Regions from separate parts of the Mus musculus genome. Here region 1 is linked to region 2. The links are chromatin contacts, called in public promoter capture Hi-C maps. All regions are on one chromosome and are shown on one strand. Each heading gives the region's core, a stretch centred on a gene start, on an enhancer-like site or on the middle of the called end of the contact. The rest is flanking DNA. Distances are from core to core; before and after follow the strand shown.

Region 1 (3,638 bases), core at 330-2,829, 660 kb after region 2:
CTTCCTTCTTCCTCCTCCTCCCTCCTTCCTTCCTCCTCCTCTTCTTCTTCTCCTCTTTCTTCTCCTTCTCCTCCTTGTTCTTCTTCTCCTCCTCCTCCTTTCTCCCTCTTGTTTTTCTTCTCCTCCTCCTCATCTTCCTCTTCCTCCTCCTCCTCCTCCTCTCTCCAGCCCCACTTCTTCCCGGAGCGGAAGGCTTAAGATTTATTTATTTTATGTATATGAGTACAATGTCACTCTCTTCAGACACACCAAAAGAGGGCATCAGGTCTCATTCTGGATGGCTATGAGCCACCATGTGATTTCTGGGGATTGAACTCAGGACCTCTGGATGAGCAGTCAGTGCTCTTAACCGCTGAGCCATCTCATCCCCACCCCCTTCTTCTTTACTTCTTTACTTCTTTTTTTTTTTTTAAGATTTATTTATTTATTATACATAAGTACACTGTAGCTGTCTTCAGACACTCCAGAAGAGGGTGTCAGATCTCATTACGGATGGTTGTGAGCCACCATGTAGTTGCTGGGAATTGAACTCAGGACCTTCAGAATAGCAGTCAGTTATCTTAACCTCTGAGCCATCTCTCCAGCCCCACTCCTTTACTTTTTTAAGAAACATTTTGTAGCCACACATAACCTTGATTTGAACTTCTGATCCTCCTGCCTGCACAGCACTGGGGTCATCTGGGATTATAGGTGTGCGCCACTACCATACCCTTTTTTTTTATGTTGTGGTAGGACTTGAACCCAGAGCTTTGTGCATGCTAGGTAGGTGAGCACTGTGTTACCCAAGGTCTATTCCCATTCCTCCTTTGTTCCTCTCTTCATCCAGGAGGTCCATTCAGACCAGCCAGGTGCTGACTAGGTACTGCATAGAAAAGAATAGACCTGTCCCTCTGTCCTTCTGTCTCCTGGCACACTTTCTCTACGACATCCTGTCTGTGTCTAAAAATGGAGCGTCTGAGGGCTGGTGGAGCTCGTGCTCAGCATGTGCAGGACGTTGGGCCCAGCCCCAGCACCTAAACTGGATACTCTCAATCTCAGCTCCATCAGGAGAGACTGGGAGCCAGCCCCTCCTATCACGCTCTCTGTTGTCCGTCCTACAGTGTGCTCCGCCTCTGGCAGTCACATAGACACGCCCCAGGGAGCCCCGGAGCCTCCGCTGGCTGCTGCTCACAGCACTGTTCAGCTCTGTCTTTTTAGTTACATCTGCTTTATAAAACATTCCAGCTCAGCCCAGCGTGATGGCGCACGCCTTCAATCCCAGCACTTGGGAGGCAGAGGCAGGTGTATTTCTAAGTTTGAGGCCAGCCTGGTCTACAGAGTGAGTTCAGGACAGCCAGGGCCACACAGAGAAACCCTGTCTCGACCACCCCATGCTCCCCCTCCCCCCAAAAAATTCCAGTTCAAGGCCTCTGCAAGCAGGAAGCTTTCCAGTCTGGCCCCAGAGGAATAGTAGAATTCAGTTAGCCGGAATCTCCCCCATACATGAATAAACAGAACTCCACTTCTGAAGAGTGTGACCACACATAGGCCGGGAGTGGGGGGTGGGCAAGAGAAGAGGAAGGAAGGTGCCACGGATCATGACGCAGGTGGTGTGACGTGGCTCTGTGAGGGGCCCTGGGGCCCTGGCAAGTCTGACCAAAGAGCCCTCGGAGGAACTCCCGGTTCCCACAATTCCAGGGGAGCCAGTCATGCCCTTAGCACCTACCAGGCTGCCCCTCTGCTTCTGCTGGTTGGCCCTTCTCAACCCACAGCTGTTCCTGTCTCTTCACAGATGTGGGCTCTGTGGAAGGCCTGGCCTATCACCGTGGCTGGGACACACTGTACTGGACAAGCTACACCACATCCACCATCACCCGCCACACCGTGGACCAGACTCGCCCAGGGGCCTTCGAGAGGGAGACAGTCATCACCATGTCCGGAGACGACCACCCGAGAGCCTTTGTGCTGGATGAGTGCCAGAAGTGAGCTGCTGGGCCTGGGGGGTGGGAGCTATGTCATACGGGAACAGAAAGGGGACAGGCAGGGCCCACCATTTCTGGCCTCAGTGAGATGCATCACCTCTCAGGGCGCTGCTTAATACAAGTGTCAGAAATGAAGGGAGGTTGAGGGCCGTGGGAGATGCCTCTGGCTTTGTGACTGGCATTCATCACACAGTACCGTGGGACTCAAAGCTTCAGCGAAGGCTCACTGACCTTGAGGATATGGGCTGGGCCTGTTCAAACCCCTTGCTGAGCAGAGGTCTTATTACAGTGACCAAGAGGCATTGTGAAGGCAGTTGTGAGCACAAGGCCCCAAAGTGAGAAAAGCAAGAAAAGGTCAAACAGGACAGCAACGGGACTGCCCACCATTTGGGCAAGGCTAGCCTGAGCAGGCAGGGAGTCTGGTCTACCTGTCCTGCCTACCCTGTCTTTCTTCATTTTGATGTGCAGGTTACTAGTGAGTCACACCCTCTGCATAGCAGTCCTGGCTCACGTCTGAGCGACCTGCCCTCCCCAGTTCAGCTGGAATCAGAATGCTTTCTATCAGCCTCACTAGGAAACTAAAGCAATGCCACAGCCTTGGTGACCTCACCTGTCTGGGCTGGTCCTGGGGCCTGTCCTTCCTGGGCCTAGAGCCTCTGGGGAGGGGCTGTCATGATATTTTTCTGCCATTCTAAAAGAGGCATCCTCGGTTTCAACCAAGTCCCTCCTGGCTGAGCCCAGGAAAGTGCTCTCTCTTTCTCTCTCTCTCTCTAGAGCCCCAGAGCCAGTGGCTTCAAAAAAACCCAAGTACACAGAGAATGGACTGGTTGGCAGAGGGTGGAGGATTTCATGACTGCCAAAGACCTGCCCTGTGGAAGTCTGGGAGAATGTCATCAGGGAGGCAGCTCAGGGGTGACTAGAGGGCTGAGATTGTCTTAGGTTAGGGGAGAGAGCTGGAAGGAGCCAGTATGTCAGGATAGTGGTTCAGCCAGCCAGCCATACTCCTCCTGATCCTCACTGAAGCATTAGTGTCCTTGGAAATCAGATAGTTGGACAGGTAGAACGTCCACTGTATTTCTAGTTGCTGACCCTCTGCCCCAAGGAAGCCTCCCCTCCCCCACCCCACCATCCCACAAAGCAGCTTTGCCAAACTCTTAACTCAGGGTACATCCCATGTAAGTCAATTTGGTGCTCCGCTGTGAGTGTGGTCTAGGCTGGACTTGAGAGTGTGGAAATCACTGTAAAGCCAGGCTGCACAAGCCAGGAAACAGCACTCGGGCCAGGCAAGGTGGTCCATGACTATAATCTCAGCACTGGGGAGGTGGATGTAGGAACGGTGGGAGTTGAGGTCATTAAGCTATGTAACTAGTTGAAGGGTAGCCTGGGATACAACAGGCCCTATCTGAAGAAGGGAGAGAGAGAGAGAGAAAGCATGCTACAGCTGCTGCCCCAGGACAGGCTGAATGGGTCGCCACCTCCATCCATAAAGAGTCCTGTGTGTGGTGTGATGCATTGGGGAAGCAGAGCAGGCAGATCTCTTGAGTTCAGGGGTAGCCTGGTCTACTGAGACAGTGCCAAGACAGTCAGAGCTACAGGAAACTCGGTCTCATAAACAACAACAGGCCGATCCTGTCCCTGAGGAATGGGTCTCCAGGGCCTCAAAGAGGGAGGCAAGCG
Region 2 (3,294 bases), core at 592-3,091:
CGCACCAGTGTAATACATCTGCAAAAGACACAGTTGCCACTGAGACACCCCACCCAACTCTTGCAGCTTCTCTTCTTTACAGCCCCTATGGCCGGTGAGAGCTGCTGTCTTGTCTCCAGCCATCAGCCAATGCAGTAATACCAGCTTCATACATCTCCAGGGTAGAGAGTAGCACTGATATTCCATCTAGGGACAGACTTATGGCCCCAGAAGAACAGTTCTATTCATGATATATAACTTTCCATCCTAAAGTCAAGAAGGATTAGATATAGCAGTTGTAAGAAAGTTTATCCCTTTGTACCAACTGGTACTGAATAGGGTATATATATAATACTTAGGATTAAAGGTGGAGTAGGAAGGAAAGAACCCTTATAAGTTGGTAATACTTTAGGGTCCCTAGATTCCTTGAGTAAGAAATTTCCCACCTCTCTTGCTTACCCCAAAGAGGTGCCCCAGGGTGAGGGAGAAGCCAACAGCCAGGGCTACAGAGCCCATGCGGCCATTCCGCCTCTCGTCGTATGTAGCAAAGATGCAGAGCACGAACTGGAGCGTCAAGAAGATCTCCACAGTGGTGGCCTGGCCCACGCTCACCCCAGCATGCAGCTGGCCAAAGGGGACAGAAACAGAGGCAACTGTTAGCCCTGCCACGCTGTTCCCACTTGAAGCAGGCACCCCTTACACTTCAGTTCCCGGGAGAGGATGCGGAGCCCCTCCCAAGCCAGTGTTGCTATCCTAACAGAGCTTCTTTGTTGTAGAAATGATTGCACTCACTCACCTGAGAGGGGAAACTGAGACTTTATAAAGTAAAATAAATCTAAGAGCCTGGCCTGGCAGTGGTGACACTTGCCTTTAATCCCAGCATTCAGGAGGCAGAGGCAGGCCTCCTCTGTAAGTCTGAAGTCACCCTGGTCTACAGAGCTTCCAGGATAGCCAGGGCTACACAGAGAAACCCTGTCTTAAGGAGTAGGGGAGAGAAGAGCTGGGTGTGCAGCTCATTTGATGTGACTTGCCTCTTAGCATGCGTGAGGCCCTGGTTCCATTCCCAGCACTACATAAACTGGATGTGTTTGGGTGTACCTGTCTGTAATCTTAGCACTTGGGGGAGGGGGTGGTGAGTAGAGGCAGAAGGACTCTTTGGCTATGTAGGAAGGCTAGGTCTAGAGTCCTGCGCCTGCCCCACCCCCACCCCTGGCCCTCCAGCTCAAAACAGAAGGAAAGGGGACTTGAACTCAACTTTCTGGATTCACCACGGAGGCCTCTATGCTTTCCTTTCCCCTCCAGAGCACTTATGGCTCACACACATGCACACGCACGTGCACACGCACACACACACACACACACAACCATGAGCAAGCATGCCAGGCCAACAGTCAGGACACTGTGTTCCCCAACCCTTAGCCAGCCCTTACCGTGTTGAGCGCTAGGTTTCCTCGGACAGCTGGTGGGGTGACACTGTACAGCACAGCCGCCCCAGCCACAGCTCCCAGAAGCTGGGCTGCTATATAGCAGAAAGCCCGGAGCAAGGACATCTGGGAGCCCACAAGGAAGGCAAAAGTGACCGCAGGGTTGACATGGGCTCCACTGATGTGACCCACAGTCTGCACCAATGTAGCCAAGGCCAGGCCAAAGGCCAAAGCCACTTGCAAGACATGTAGGGGCCCAGGGGCCCAACGTAGCGAGGCTCCAAGCCCAAAGAAGACATAGAAGAGGGTGGCAAAGAACTCAGCAAATATGGCCCTCCAAAAGGAGGCAGACCGAAGTTCCCACATGGCAGTGGGGGTGAACACAGTGCCTGGGTCCCTAATAACCCCCTGGACCTGCCTGGGTTGACAGTCCCCTTTATAGAGGACTCTTAATCCCTGGGAGGGGCAGGTTGAGGTAATTGGCTCTGCCTCTTAACCCCTTCACAGCTGTGGAGGTCTGAATCGAACTTCTGGTAAAGAGGTTGGATTTCCTTTTCTCTCTCCTCAGCAGGGGGAGGGGCGGGGATGAGCGCAGAAGCCAAGGAGCCAGAAGTATGGGGTCCATGGATGGAGAACTAGAACAGTGTGTCTGTGTGTGTCAAAGCTGAGGCTCATAGTATAGTCCTGACTGACACCTGGTTTAGAACATTCCTCAGATTTCTTGGAAGGTAGTTAGGTTGAGTTCACTTCCTCTAAGATAGGGTGGGCTCGCTCATGGGGGTCTCTGGCTCCCTTGAGTCTATTGGGGTTAAGGGTGGGGGAGGGGGTAAGGAGTGGGGTGCAGCAGGGGAATTGAATAACTGAAGAGAATTCTTTAGTTCCCTGGGATTAGGGGGCCTTCTCCCATTGGCTGGTTTGGACTGGAATCTGTGGACCCTGCAGCTCTGGAACTGAATAGTTCTGCTGTGTCTGGCTTTCTCAGAGCCCCGGAGTTCCCTACCCCCTGGCCATGCCAGCGTCTCCCTTTCCAAACCATCAGCCTGCCCTTTTAAACCAGGGGGTGGGGAAACATGATCTGAAAGTGGGGTTGGGGTCCCAGAAGGAGGAAACGTGGTCCGTTTTCCCACTTTCTTGCCACGCTGTGCCTTTTCCTAACCCATGTGAGGTAGCAGGAGGTGGTGGATGAGAAGAAACAGTCACTTGGCAAAACAGCTCAGTCAGTTCTCCAGGACAGCTGAGAGCAAGACTGGAGTGCCCACCCTCAACCCAGACGCAGAAGAATCTGGGTCAAGGGGAAAGAGGTTCAGCTCTGTTCAGCTTCAGAGAGGGACATGGGGCCTAGGAGAGCGGGGCTCTGTGAATAGAGAAGGAAAAATGGGGTTCCGAGACAGACTCCTCCACCTGGGAAGTCATACAGGTCAGCAGAGCTTTTCATGTGAAGCCCTGGAGCAGACCCTGTAGGGATGGCTCAGCCAGTGCCTCTCCTCCAGTGGGGAGTGAGAAGGAACACATTAGGGAGTTGTGTTTCTGTCCTGCAATGTGCAACTTGGGGTTGGATGGTACAGACAGTACAGTGACGGTGGAGGGCCCCTGTAACCCACAGAACAGCAGGGGAAGTTGTCAAGACCAGGGGCACTCACAGGGACTGATGAAGAGAAACAGTAACATCCATGGACCCTTGAACATCCCAGGAGCATCTCAAAAGACTCCTGACTTCAGGTCCTGTAACCTTCGTAGCATCTCACTCTGTAGATCCCAGTCACCTACGTCAACCCCAGAAAATGCAGGGTTTGTGCTGCCTGCAGGAAATGGCCTCAGAGAGGAGCAAGGTTAGCACATCACAGATAGGAGTTGAGACCCTCTGAGTGTATGCTGAGGCAGGTGGGTGTGA

The links. Promoter capture Hi-C pulls out the DNA fragments that hold promoters and counts their contacts.
Region 1: a contact with region 2 is called in a promoter capture Hi-C map of stem cell-derived epiblast-like cells, with 2.8 times the contacts expected there. The contact joins the enhancer-like site here to the promoter of Mip in region 2. A contact is called at or near these places in 7 of 39 promoter capture datasets (3T3-L1-derived adipocytes, the C10 cell line, cranial neural crest and 3 more) and 2 of 115 datasets of contacts at active chromatin or transcription factors (embryonic stem cells and stem cell-derived neural progenitor cells).

Annotation. Positions count from the first base shown.
Region 1 is chr10:127,561,927-127,565,564 of GRCm38.p6, reverse strand. Lrp1 (low density lipoprotein receptor-related protein 1) reads left to right here. Exons shown (of 89, transcript NM_008512.2): 42 at 1,772-1,961. Among named protein-coding and RNA genes, the nearest start is that of Nxph4, 29 kb to the right of the region's middle. Within about 2 kb of position 1,579, at least 77 of the 459 cell types and tissues checked have an H3K27ac peak or open chromatin away from gene starts, as enhancers often do. A contact at or near this core is called in embryonic stem cells, where this site is marked.
Region 2 is chr10:128,224,357-128,227,650 of GRCm38.p6, reverse strand. It overlaps Mip (major intrinsic protein of lens fiber), which reads right to left and starts at 1,841. Exons shown (of 4, transcript NM_008600.5): 1 at 1,410-1,841; 2 at 439-603; 3 at 1-18. The coding sequence starts at 1,769.